Regions from separate parts of the Mus musculus genome. Here all the other regions are linked to region 1. Evidence: chromatin contacts called from public Hi-C and HiChIP or PLAC-seq data. All regions are on one chromosome and are shown on one strand. The core of a region is the stretch at or near the end of the contact, and the rest is flanking DNA. Distances in the headings are between cores, read along the strand shown.

The links. Hi-C and Micro-C count contacts between places; a contact is called where the count stands out from the background. HiChIP or PLAC-seq counts read pairs in DNA pulled down with a chosen protein or histone mark.
Region 2: a Hi-C map of cortical neurons shows a contact between it and region 1, with 2.9 times the contacts expected there. The contact joins the enhancer-like site here to the promoter of Ccdc92b in region 1. A contact is called at or near these places in 3 of 484 Hi-C or Micro-C datasets (the G1E-ER4 cell line, cortical neurons and embryonic stem cells), 3 of 115 datasets of contacts at active chromatin or transcription factors (all in embryonic stem cells) and 3 of 9 other capture datasets (adipose tissue, liver and pancreatic islet).
Region 3: an H3K4me3 HiChIP or PLAC-seq map of embryonic stem cells shows a contact between it and region 1, with 17 read pairs. The contact joins the enhancer-like site here to the promoter of Ccdc92b in region 1. A contact is called at or near these places in 2 of 115 datasets of contacts at active chromatin or transcription factors (both in embryonic stem cells) and 2 of 9 other capture datasets (adipose tissue and pancreatic islet).

The regions. Positions count from the first base shown.
Region 1 is chr11:74,617,064-74,621,583 of GRCm38.p6, forward strand. It overlaps Ccdc92b (coiled-coil domain containing 92B), which reads left to right and starts at 2,542. Exons shown (of 4, transcript NM_001013784.1): 1 at 2,542-2,783. The coding sequence starts at 2,699. Gm50590 (a long non-coding RNA gene) reads right to left here and starts at 3,796. Exons shown (of 3, transcript XR_001780261.2): 1 at 3,466-3,796; 2 at 3,203-3,345; 3 at 1-450.
Region 2 is chr11:74,525,158-74,529,751 of GRCm38.p6, forward strand. All of the region lies in intron 2 of Rap1gap2 (RAP1 GTPase activating protein 2), which reads right to left. Among named protein-coding and RNA genes, the nearest start is that of Rap1gap2, 63 kb to the right of the region's middle. Within about 2 kb of position 1,539, at least 36 of the 459 cell types and tissues checked have an H3K27ac peak or open chromatin away from gene starts, as enhancers often do. A contact at or near this core is called in the G1E-ER4 cell line and cortical neurons, where this site is marked.
Region 3 is chr11:74,708,869-74,713,266 of GRCm38.p6, forward strand. The region is part of intron 1 of Pafah1b1 (platelet-activating factor acetylhydrolase, isoform 1b, subunit 1); the gene reads right to left. Among named protein-coding and RNA genes, the nearest start is that of Pafah1b1, 13 kb to the right of the region's middle. Within about 2 kb of position 1,988, at least 4 of the 459 cell types and tissues checked have an H3K27ac peak or open chromatin away from gene starts, as enhancers often do. A contact at or near this core is called in embryonic stem cells, where this site is marked.

The DNA of each region.
Region 1 (4,520 bases), core at 1,292-3,791:
AGTTACAGATGATTGTAAACTGCCATGTGGGTGCTAAACCAGGGTCCTCTGGAAAAGCAGCCTGTGCTCCTAACCACTGAGACATTTCTCCAGCCATCCCTTGAGATACTTTTTGAGATTGGGGGGGGGGGTTGTTTTGTTTTGTTTTTTATTTTGGAGACAGGGTTTCTCTGTGTAGCCCTGGCTATCCTGGAACTCACTCTGTAGACCAGGCTGGCCTCGAACTCAGAAATTCACCTGCCTCTGGCTCCCAAGTGCTGGGATTAAAGGTGTACGCCACCACCGCCTGGCTTGAGAATCCTGTTGATAGATGTTGTCCTTCCCAGCTTATTGAAGAAGTGTGATTCTAAGGGTTCGGGGGTACAGTGGCTTATGCCTATAATTCCAGCAATCCAGAGTTGAGTCGAGATTACCACAAGTTCAAGAACAATTTAGCTTCTGGGTCAGACTCTGTCTCAAAAACAAAACAAAATGAACAAGCAAAAAGAACAGGAGGAAAAGGAAGAGAAGAAGGGGGAGCTCAGAGAAGCTAAGAGTTTTCTAGAATTTTCTAGAATTATTCAGCTGCTAGAGGTAGTATAGCTAATATCAGAGTTTCAGATTCTTTCATACCATGTCTTTTGGAGACGGAAAACATTTTTTAAAGTTCTGATACCTCATACAATTGAGTGCATTAGTTAGTTTATCATAATCTGTATCCCCACAGGAGACCCTCACAGCTTAGGAATGCTGTCCTGTAAGGGCAGGAAGGAATTGAGAACAGGACCCACTGGCCTTCCCAACCAGAAATTACTTACGCATGCTGAAAACCAGCCTAGAGCAGAGCTACAAACTACAGATCATGTGAGGTTCGAACAAAACACAAGCACCTATTAAATACAAAGTGCCAGTCAAAACAGCTAAGACTTTCAATTCTGCCATGAGAAGCTAAAGTTTTTATTCATTGACACCCAAGTCCACTTAAGCCTAAGAGATTTACAAGAGAGCTGAGTGTGGTGGTGTATGCATGTAATGCCAGCACTCAGGAGGCTAAAACAGGAGGATCTGGAGCTTAAGGTCAGCCCAGGCTACAAAATGAGTTCAAGGCCAGTTAGGACTAAGTGACACCTTATTTAAAAGAAGAAGAGGAAGAGGAAGGAAGAAGAGAAAATAATCTTGAGATGGTAATGCACACCCTTATACTCAGAACTCAGGAAACAGGCATGAGGATCTCTGTGAATTCAAGGCCAGCCTGGTCTATGAAGCAATAGAGTTCCAGGCCAGCAAGAGCTACACACATAGTTTTTTTTTTGTTTGTTTGTTTTTTTTGGTTTTTCGAGACAGGGTTTCTCTGTATAGCCCTGGCTGTCCTGGAACTCACTCTGTAGACCAGGCTGGCCTTGAACTCAGAAATCCGCCTGCCTCTGCCTCCCGAGTGCTGGGATTAAAGGCGTGCGCCACCACGCCCGGCTAGCTACACACATAGTAACGCCTTGTTTAAAAGCAAAATTAAGGCCTTGTAGAAATTTGGCTCAACAAGAAAGTAAATATTTGGCTTGTAATGGAGTGAGGTATTCCAGACCAAACTTTAGGTCTGAGTCCTTAAAGACCACCTCTCCCTTCAGCATGATAAGGTAGGATTGGAAATGTGTTGCCTTTGGGAACTCCGAGCCTCCTGAACCCCTGTCATCAACCATCATGTGTACAGGTGTCTAGTGAGCCCCCACACTATAGTGAGCACTGTACAGGTATTAACTCATTTAATTCTCACAACAACCCAATGGTGCACTCCATACACCACCATCTCTCCAGAGAAGAGAAAGATGCTGATGGTGCCAGAACTCTAAGATGAGCAGAGTAACTCTAGAAATCTGTTTACAGAAGAAAGGAAAAGGAGGAGGAGGAGAAGAAGGAAGAGGAGGAGGAGAAGGAGGAGGAGGAGGAGGAGGAGGAGGAGGAGGAGGAGGAGGAGGAGGAGGAGGAGGAGGAGGAGGAAGAGACCCGGCTCAACACCAATAGTGCCTTATGCGCCTTATACTTTTTACGGACTTTGGAATTTATAAAAGATCTTTTCTTGATTCTGGGTACCATCATATAAGAGGTGAGGTGATTCACCCAAGGTCACAAAACTAGTGAGACATCTGGCACAGCTTTGCTGCTGCCTCTACCAGGAACACATTTTCAGACTATCCAGCAGCTCTCGAATACCCCAGCTCGTGGGTACCCCAGCAGGCAGCGGGCGCTGCCTCACTTAGAGAGGCGGAGCGGATCCTGGCCTGTGGGCCTGGGCGCTGTCCGCGGTGCTGATCGGTCGCCGCGTCCCTGCTCGCCTAGTCGTCTGTGGTGTCTCGGGCTCCCTCCTCAGCTCCCAGCCAGGGCCGGATCCGAGGATTCTGCTGCTCGCGGGGTGCGAAGGCCCGGATCCTGGGGCTCCCCGAGGTCCCAGGGTTCCCCTCCCCCGCCCCAGCCTCCCCTCCCCCCGCCCCGCCCACGGCCCCTCCCCGAGCGCCCCAGGTCCCTCCCTTCCCCCTTATCTCTCCCACCCCCCGCCCCCTCCAGCTCGTTCGCCAGTTCCGGTCACGTTGCTGGGTGTTTACGCCCGAAGCCTGCCCTAGGCCCCCCACCTCTGCGCCCCGGAGCCCCCCAGAGCCCTGGAGTCCGCACCCCACAGCCTCGCAGCAGTTGATGGCGCCGCAGCCGGGCCGCGCTCTGCGGATCCATGAGCGCAGCTAGCGCGGGAGAAGAGCTCTTCCAGAGACCCAGCGAGGCCCGGGCCGGGCCCGGCGGCTCTCTCGGGTCCGCAGGTGAGCAGGCCGGCGGTGGGTGTAGAGGGTGGGCGCTGGCTGGGTGATCAGGGTGATGAAGAGAGCCCCTGAGCTCCGGCTCCGCCTGGAGGGCTGCGCGGGGTCTGGCACCGCAGCGCGCGAGAGGCGGGCAGGACGCGGGCTGCTGGCAGAAGTTGTCCTCCGCCGCCAGACCCGAGCCCTTCCCGGCATTGGCAGGGGGTCCAAAGCAGTCCAGACCACCACTCGCACCGTTCTGCCTGCTCTTCGTATCCTGGCTGGTTCCTCTCTTCCCTATACCCTGTGGTATCCATAACCCTCAACCCTGCCCCCCACCCTGCAGACCCCCTAGTTCTGGGTGTCAAATTCGAGGCATAAACTACAGAGCATCAAGATTGAAAGGTGGGTCAAGTTTTTCCCGACACCCCACTCCCATGTACCTGAATCCTCAGCAATGCTGAGGTTGGGGTTGTGGGATCTTCAGTGGAGCGGGGAGCCAGAGTTGAGGGGTGTCTGGGAGGAGGGACTCTGTAGTGCGGAGGATCACAGGTCCTTAGAGAATGTCTCTGCTACCAGCCCCCACCTTGCAGACAGAGTCCCAGACACTTGTCAAAGGCCAGATCTTGGTTCCAGACTCGTCCTCAGGAGAGCCAAGGACTTAGAGGGGGTGGCAGAGTAATTATTTTTTAATACGTGTACTCACTTGCCCTGGTGATTCCCAGTAAGACTCAATTCATTCTCTCGGCTTCACTCTTGGCTGTGTGGTTTGTTTCTTGCAAGGAATTCCCAGAGTCCAAACTGCCCGCAAGAAGGCTCTAAAATGCAAAGGAGAAGTCAGATTTCAGGAGACAGAAACTGGGTGGAGTGTAGGAAGCTAGGGCATGGCTGTACAGGGAGAGAGTTTATCTGGAGAGCAAGAGGTAGAATCCAAAAAACAACAACAAAAAAGAGGTTTAGCCAGCAGATGTAAAGTGTGGCTGCCTTCTGAGGAGCTATGTGTTACAGGGTGAGTGCCTCAAAGTGTCTCCTAGGTGTCAGCACAGTTGTGCATGTCCGGCAAAGGGCTTTACCTCTCTGGGGTCCTGTTTCTTCATCTCTGGAGTGGATGTACTAGTAGGACCATCAGTGTACAGATGAGTTAGTGTGTATGGAGCTGAGGACGGTACTGAGAGTTAGTGTGTGCTAGCATTTGTGCCTGGGTCTTCAGGCCTGGACCTAGGAAGGCTTCTGAGATCTGTGCTCCTCTTGCCATGGGCTTCTGAGTCAGATGATGAAGAGGAATAATGACTAAGAAAAATAAAGAACATATAGATTCGTTTATCCACTCATCCATAACTCAGCCTCTCCCAGCTCATAGATCTACTTTGGCTTTAGGAAACAACAAAAAAATTAGCATTTACCTAGAAACAAGGAGCCAAGGAGATATGCATTCTTAAAGAACATCAAGAATGGTATAGAGATATTCGTTGACCGGACAGATGTTTTTGGCTCCAAAGAGGAAAAGAAGCAGTCAGAGTGAAATTGAAACTGGGACAAGACATCAGTCAAGGCATAAGACGGGGCACATGGAAACTCCGTGGGATACGAGAGCAGGAGGCTCCCAGGGGCCAGGCTGATCCTCTCCCACATGCTACGCTGGCTTGAAGGAAGGATGGGGCAGAAAAGAACTGGGGAGCAAGGAACAAGCTGAAAGGTGGAGGGGCTAAGGAGAAGTGTAAACATCTCAGGGAAATTGAAAATTCACTGGGGTATGGTTGG
Region 2 (4,594 bases), core at 289-2,788, 93 kb before region 1:
CAGACAGTTGCGTCCCAGCATTGGCCAGCCTGTGCCACCTTCTCAACCTTTAGTCTTAAGGTCGAACTGTCAATTATTTACTTCTACATTTGTGGTCCTTGCATCAGCTTGCGTTTTTACCGACATTGAAACATTGGTATCAGTGTAGTGAAAACAAGCACGCTCATTAGACCGACCTCCATACTGATCTCACTCATTCAGAAAAACAGGTGACTTGGAAGTTTCAGTCAGGCATTTGCACCAAACCAAGGCATGGTCTTTGAAAAAACCAAAAATCACAGTTTGAAAGAGAAGTGGAAAGGGGACATTTTTCACATGAGTGACTGGAAAATATTCTCAGGTCACTTTTTAGTAGACCGAGACATGGTCAAGGCCATAGGGACTAAAGATACGGAAGACAGGGGTGGTCACAGAGGGGATCTCTTTCTGGGTCCCATCCCATACCTTACCCCAGCAGTATCCTCATTTACCATCCTTAAAGCCCACAGTCCTCAAAAACAAAGTGCCAGGCAGCCGCCCCCCCCCCATATCCCCACCCCCACACCCCACCCCCGTGTAGGGGAAACTCAAAGACTGGTGGAGCCTAGGAGGAGGAATGCAAGCAAGTTAATCATGAACAGAGGACAGACAGCTGCACCGTCACGCTCAGGGCCGGACACACAGACACGCATGCCTACTCCTAAAGAAAAGGGCTTTCTGAGTCTGTAAACTGGCTGCAGAAACGCATTCACATGAAGGCCAGAAGGTAGTCAGCACGCCTGGTCTCAGAGACAGTCCCCAGCTGACAACTCCCACCTTAGGCTGGCACTGCTCTGAAACAAAGCAAATAAGAAAGATTCGGGCACCTGGAGCTTTTGAAGCCAGGGTACAGCCAGATGCAGTGCTCCTCCCTTTCTGCAGGAATAGAGTCTCCAGCTAACCTCTGCATCATCAACCCTTTAAGGAAAAGCAGCAGTTTAAAAAAAGAAGAAGAAGAAGAAGAAGAAGAAGAAGAAGAAGAAAGAAAGAAAGAAAGAAAGAAAGAAAGAAAGAAAGAAAGAAAGAAAGAAAGAAAGAAAGAAAGAAAGAAAGAAAGAAAGAAAGAAAGAAAGAAAGAAAAAACCTCAGGGACTGGAGAGATGGCTCAGCGTTTAAGAGCCTTGTCTGATGCTCCTTCCGAGGTCATGAGTTCAATTCCCAGCAACCACATTGGTGGCTCACAAACTATACTAGGATCTGATGCCCTCTTCTGGCAATCACGTGTATAGGTAGAGCACACATGTATGATAGATAGATAGATAGATAGATAGATAGATAGATAGATAGATAGATAGATAGATGATAGATAGATAGGAAAAAGATTCTAGCTTTAAAAGAAATATCTCAAACAGCATAGTACATCACCACCACACCCTTCTACTTTGAGGGACATGTATGTACACACATTCTTGGAGAAACCACTCCTCAGCCTCCCTCTGGCACCTTACACCTCACACCTGTGCCCTAGGAACCGCACTGCCTTCTTTCTTGGCAGGTATACCAGCGCCCCCTCCTGGGCAGCAACACAGTTACACTATCAGACAAGAAAAAAGAAAACTCGTGAGGGAGACAGGAAGGCAGACGGAGGGTGGGAAGAGGGAAAGACTGAGAAGGTCATTCGAGGTGGGAGAGCAGTTTCCATTTTGAAAGGAGAGAGAGGAAGAGTCTTTGCCAGCACACCAACTCTCCTCTCGACAGCTAACAGCTCCTCCCAGGGCTGGCAACAGCCCCTAAAAGGGCCCATACCCACAGTGACAGCTACAGGAAGCCATCCACAGGCAAGACGCTAAACAAGCCTTAGGAACCTTATAGGAACCGCTGCCCAACCCCATGCTCCCAGAAACACACACCCCGAAAGCAGCGGTCCTGCAGGAAGCCAGCCAACCAAGCAGAGGCCCCGCCCCAAGCCAGCTCGAATTTTTGGAAACAGGTCTAGGAAAGCGTGTGGCATTTCCGAACTCCCAGGGAAGGAAACCACACGGAGGAAACCCACGGAGCCTGCTCCAGCTGGGCATCCAGCCCTTCACATCCCTTGGGTGCCCAGAGTCTAGGGAAAGCACTCCAGGTGTGATTTCAATCAGAACTTCCCAGATATCTACTCAGGGGATCAAAAGAGTGTTTAGAAGGAAGAGAGGAATGCTTAAAATACTGCTTGAGTTTCTCAAAATACTTAAAATTCATGTTCTCTCTCTCCCTCCCTTGCAGATTTCCTGATTTTTGCTAAGCTGTGTGACTGATTTTTTTCCCCACACTGGGAACATTTGAATGAAATTCTTTGGAGTACCCAGACTCTGAGGAACGTTAGACAGTGCTTTTTTAGCATGGAGGTTTCCCAGGACTCATTCCAGGAAACAAAGAGCTTGTTTGGCCAAGTAACCTACAGTGCTACCTTTCCTCCCAGGGTCCCCTGGCCCCCATCTTAATCGTCACAAAACTCTCAGTGGCTGCTACCTGTTAAGCCCTTTGCAACCACAGAAGTCTCCACGGCTGAGGCAAGTCTCAGGGAAGCTGTCTCTCCATAATATTAGTAACATTGCTTAGCAACAACACCCTTCGAAGCAAGAACCGGCAGACTCTCCAAAAACCTTCTCTGCCTGGCTCTACAAAGAACGGAGTGGATTCTAAGACATGTATTATTTATATACTATCTCACATGCCCAGTCACAGTCTGGGCTTGACTGTCTGGGAGATGAAGAATTATACCGATGTGACTTTGTGCTTGTTTGCTTGCTGTTACTGTAACGACCTTGGTTACACATTTCTTTTAAATGCCTTATGGTGTTGTCCTTTTCAAAGGCAATCTCACATAACCTTTCCATGGCAATTCAAAACCATTCGTATCAATATCAGCTTCTATGGTAATACAGCTAGCTAGGTGCAGTTGTGGGCAGACAGCCATTGAGATGAACAGCCATTTGGCCCTACATTTTGTGGCCCCCAAATAACATTACGATACTACAGCCTGAGAATCAACAGACCCCCCCCCACACACACACACACACATACAGAGATATCTGAATTGGGATTAGAAACTCGCCTCCAGTTTTTACTAGCTGCATATCTCAGGCTAAAAACGAATTCTGTGCCTCTATCACTTCATCCCCATGAATGAAGGTTGCCACAAGGCCATCCTAAGTCTATGGCGAGGATTCAGAGATCACGACAGGAATCTCACAAAGACTTCTATGAAAATGCATAAAGCAAATTTTATTCCAAATAGTCAAGTCTGGAAATGGCAAATGTATCAATCAATAAATGTTGATACATCCACCCAGTGAAATGTCCCTCAGTAACACAAAGGAACAAAAGCCCAATAGGTGTGACTGCTTGGGTTCAAAACCATCAGGCTAGGTACAAAAGATGCACACCCTTCATGGTTTCATTCATAAGAAAATTTAAAACGCAGGGCAGTGGTGGCGCACGCCTTTAATCCCAGCACTGCGGAGGGAGAAGCAAGTGGATCTCTGTGAGTTTGAGACCAGCCTGATCTACAGAGTGAGTTCTAGGACAGCCAGGGCTACACAGAGAAACCCTGTCTCAAAAAAAAAAAAAACCAGAGATGATGATGATGATGATAATGATGCAATTACATCATTTCTCCCTTTCCTTTCCTCCTTCCAAACCCTCTCAAGGACCACTCTCCTTTTGCTCTACTTCAGATGCATGGCTTCTTATTATTGTTACTGGTATGCCTATGTGTGTGTGTGTGTGTGTGTGTGTGTCCCTAAACATACGAATACAATCTGCTCAGTTTGTATAATGTTACTTGTGTATGCGTATGTTTTCAGGGCTGACCATTTGGTATTACACAAACAATTGGTGTGCTCTCCCCTAGGGAAGACACTTTCCCCGACAGCTCTCAGAATTCCTGACTTGCCTGTAGGTCTTTGTGTAGGGCTGAAGCCTGCTGGCATCCTCCGGGCATGTTTCGACAGCCAGGACAGTGTAACTTTATAGGTGTAACTTCTGAGTTTTCTAGGAGCATCTCCTAACAGTAACATTCCTTGTTCCTCTGACTCTGACAGTTACCAAGCCCCGCCCCCTGAGCCTTAGGTGCAGCAGTTGCACCGTGGATGTATCTGCTGGGAGTGGACTCCACACTGCCACACTTTGATTGGTTGTAGTTTCAGATCAAACTATTCTGTATCAAGATAGGACAAAGTGTCAGTTAGACCAAAACATGGGATTACAATTAATTTGTTCATGCTCTTTGGGAGAGAGCAGAAGTGAATAGCAATAAGCAGAGAAGTGTAGAATGAATCCAGGGATAAACAAAATATAAAGGCCGGAATGATTCTGGGGAAACGGACCCACGAGTAAAGTGCTGGCACACGGGATGAGGACCTGAGTTCGGATCCCCAGCATCCATGTAAAAAGCAGGACACAGCAGTGTGAGCCCACAGCTCAGAGAATAGAGGCAGGATCCCTGGAAGCTCTCTGGCAGGAAGCCTAGCTCAATCGATGAGCTCTGGGTTTATTGAGATACCCTGTTTCAAAAAAAGTAATGTAGGAAGTAATTGAAGAAGACAGCAGACATTGACCTCTGGCCTCTACCTGATTTACATCACAGAGAGAG
Region 3 (4,398 bases), core at 738-3,237, 91 kb after region 1:
TTTTAAAAAGAGATAAAATTGGCTGACAATTCTTTGAGGCAGGTTTTGGAAAAGGAAATAATGTGGAAAAAATAAAGTGCAAATTTTGAGTAGTTAGGAAATACAGCCTTACTATAAAGGCTAAAGATAGCAAACAGCTGGGAAAGGCAGTCACCAGTGTTATCTGTACTCTAATAAATTCCAGAAGGTGAGAAGTGACAAAGACATGTTAACTCTCATACGGTCAAAGAAAACAAATAAATACTTCTAAATAAAGGTGAATTGTGTTTGAGAAAAAGGCAAAGCTGTATTTATTACAGGAATTAGTAAAACCCATAACACTAAGAAGGTGCAGTAGAACACACCCCAGCTCTTGGAGGCTGAGATCAAAGTTTGAACTGGGCTACACAGCAAAACAAATCACCAAAACAACAACAAAACTTTTTCCCTATATTTATTTTACGCTGAAATCTGAATCCTGGTTTGTAGGAACTGTATTCTGTCAAAGCAATTTATTTCTAGCAGTTTATCTGAGTTTCTCTTATACTCTACACCAAGCAGGATGGCACACATGTTTAATCAATCCCAGTACTCCAGAGGCAGATCTCTGCAAATTCAAGGCCAGCCTGGTCTTGTATCAAGTTCCAAGCCAGTCAGGGGTACACAGTGAGCAGGATTATACCAATTTTAAATTCTGCTTAAAGTCTTTCTAGAATCTGAGGGTATAAAACACTATCTGGCATTTTGCACAGAACCCCATGATTTATATAGTTTTAGGTCTTGTTAATAATCATTCAACTGCACTGTGGGGTGGTCCTCAATAATCTGGATACAAAAAAGGTATGAATCATAAACTAATTTCTATAGAGAACAATACAAGTTATAAACTTTTTTTTTAGTTTTTTTTATAATTCACTTTTATTTTATGTACATTGGTAGTTTGCCTACGTGCATGTCTTGTCTCTGTGTGAGGGTGTTGGATCCACTGGAACAGGAGTTAACTGTCATTATAAACTGCCATGTGGGGCTGGTGAGATGGCTCAGTGGGTAAGAGCACCCGACTGCTCTTCCGAAGGTCAGGAGTTCAAATCCCAGCAACCACATGGTGGCTCACAACCATCCGTAACAAGATCTGACTCCCTCTTCTGGAGTGTCTGAGGACAGCTACAGTGTGCTTTACATGTAATAAAGAAATAAAGAAAGAAATAAATCTTTAAAAAAAAAAATAAAATAAAATAAACTGCCATGTGGGTGCTGGGAATTGAACCCAAGTTCAACTGAGGAACAGCCAATGCTCTTACCCATTAAGCCATTATTATTATTATTATTATTATTATTATTATTATTGAGACAGGGTCTTACTGTGTAGACCCTGAACCTAGATATCTTTCCTTATCCTTACTGCTAAGATTAACAGTTGAGCTTTGTTCACATGGTGTTCAGGTTGATCTGAAAGGAGACCATACAAATATAAATATAGGTTAAAAACTTTTTTAAAAAATTTATTTATTTTATATGTGAATACACTACACTATAGCTGTTTTCAGACACACCAGAAGAGGGCATTGGATCCCATTATAGATGGTTGTGAGCCACCATGTAGTTACTGGGAATTGAATTCAAGACCTCTGGAAGAGCAGTCAGTACTCAAGCTCTGAGCCATCTCTCCAGCCCTTTTTTTTTTTAAACTCAGGGTTTTTTTTTTTTTTTCTAGATTTATTTTATTTTATGTACATGAGTACACTTTTTACTCTCTTCAGACAGATCAGAAGAGAGCATCGGTTGTGAGCCGCCATGTGGTTGCTGGGAGTTGAACTCAGGACCTCTGGAAGAGCTATCAGTGCTCTTAACCACTGAGCCATCTATCCTTCCCCTAAAAACTTTTTAGTTATACAAAGCCAAAAAAAATATATTTACAAACTTAGCTGTAGCAGGATTTTCCCTGTCCAGTTAATTTAAATATTACTGAAGCAGGAGGCCTGTGATTGGACAGGGAAAAGGGAGGTGGAGCTAAGAGTTGCAGGGACAGAGGGCGGACTTGGAAGAGAGAAGAGGAAGCAAGATGGAGGCCAACAAACAAGATGATTCAGATTCAGCATGGCTTTAAATAGCCACAGGTACATATAATTTCACATTGGGATAAAATAATAGGAGTAGATTGTCTAATGAAGGTGGGCAGCTTGTATCATTATCAATTGGCCCTGAAATTATTGGGTGGGCATCTTGTGAATTGAGAACTTATTGTTATATATATATATGACTAGTTAATTATAAGCTTCAAGAGTTTTGATTTTACCATGTTACTGGGTATTGTGATATCTAACCCCAAGGTGGGCGATGATTGCATGGGGTTGGCATGACAATGGCCCGCCAAGGGAAATTACTGAGTCAGGTAGAGACATCTTGAGAGCCCTGGGCCAGAGAGTGCTGAGACGAGAACGCCCTGCTGGAGCCAGGTGGCCCACCGGTGCACAGAGTAGCACAGGAATACATCATTTTCTTTTTATTATTTCCTGCAAAACTTAGTCTGACTTGAAACCTCTAGCTAAGTAAATGAATAAACTCAGGTTTTCAAGGTCAGGAAATGAGGGGGGGAAAGGAGAAAGTTCAGGGATTTATAATCTGAAATTGATGCTAACAATTTTAATTATTCTATATTTAAATCCAAATCATAAAAATTACTAAGAGAAAAACATTTTAATTAATCTAAGGATGAATTCTGCATGCAAAAACAATCTCATCTGCAAATACTTTACCCATATTCACACCAGCATTCTAAACAGTGCAATGTTAAAACAGTAACAGTTGTTTTCTGAGAACTATCTTTAAAATACTCAGGCTGGAACAATGGCTCAGTGGTAAAGAGCACCGACTGCTCTTCTGGAGGTGCTGAGTTCAAATCCCAACAACCACATGGTGGCCCACAACCATCCGTAACAAGACCTGATTCCCTCTTCTGGTGTGTCTGAAGAAAACTACAGTGTACTTACATACAATATATTAAAAAAACACACACACTCTCTACTAGGTGAAGTATCACTCACACTGTTTCCTGATATGCACTTAATATAAAAAACCAGGACAAGAGAGATGGCTCAGCAGGTGAAAGAAGCTCATCACCTCAATCTTGACCACCTTATCTCTAATCTCAGGACTCACAGGTAGAAGGAAAGAAACAACTAGAAGTTAAGTTTTTCTGTAAATATTACACACACACTTACTTTTTGCTTTGGGTTTTTGTTTTATTTTGTTTTAAGGCATATATAGCCAGGTGTGGTAGGTAGCACATACCTTTAATTCTACCACTCAGGAGTCAGAAGCATGCAGATTTTTGAGTCTGAGGCCAACCTAGTCTACAAAGAAATTTCCAGGACAGGCAGGGTTATAAAATGAGATCCTGTCTCAAACAAAGAAACAAAAAAGGAATATAAACAAACAGGAGGCATGTAGCTAAGAAGAAACAAGACAGGATTGAGAATAGGTACAAAAGGGATATATATAATTGCAACTGTAATACTTTATTCTTTTAAAGCTTTGATAGTAGTTACATAGGCATTTTGTTACATAATTTTTTCTGTATGCATAATGTATTATATAATAAAAAACAAAATGATGTTAGCAATAGAGCAGGTAAAAACCACTACCTGTTCTATCAGAGGACCCAAAGTTGATTCCCAACAACCATATCATAGAGCTCACAACACCTGTCTTTCAGTTCCAGAGGACAGTTCCTACTCCAGCCTCTGTGGACTCCTGCATTCACATGTATAAATCCAAACACAGACACATAATTTAAAAATAAAGCTTAGATAAGCATTGTAGTGCATATTTTAAATCCCAACATTCAGGAGGCAGAGGCAGGCAGATGTCTAAATTCAAAGCCAGCCTGATCTACAGGTTTACATAGATAGTGAGTTCCAGTAAATCCAGGGCTATGTAAAAAGACCCTGTTTCCAAACAAACAAAAAAATCCAAACAAAACAAGGTAAATAAAAATAAAACTTAACTTAATAAATTTTAAGAATACTTATGACTGTACATAGGTCCTTTACAGGCAGAATTAAGTTAGTCCCATGTTTTGTGTTGCTTATTTTGGTTTGGTTTATAAAACAAGGTCCTGAATGTGTTGCCCAGGCTGGCCCTGACCTTGTTTGTGATAAGGTCAGCTTCTGTAGAAACTGGGATTACAAACACCACCATTTCTGACCAGTCCTACATTTCAATGTCTTAATGAATAGAATTTTGGAGTCATGCAACAAAAGTTTAAATATCATCATACTGGCTGGTTTTGTGTGACAACTTGACACAAGCTGGAGTTATCATAGAGAAACATCCCTTGAGAAAATGCCTCCAGGAGATCCAGCTGTAAGATCCAGTTTCTCAATTAGCAATCAAAGGAAGGAGGGCCCATTGTGGGTG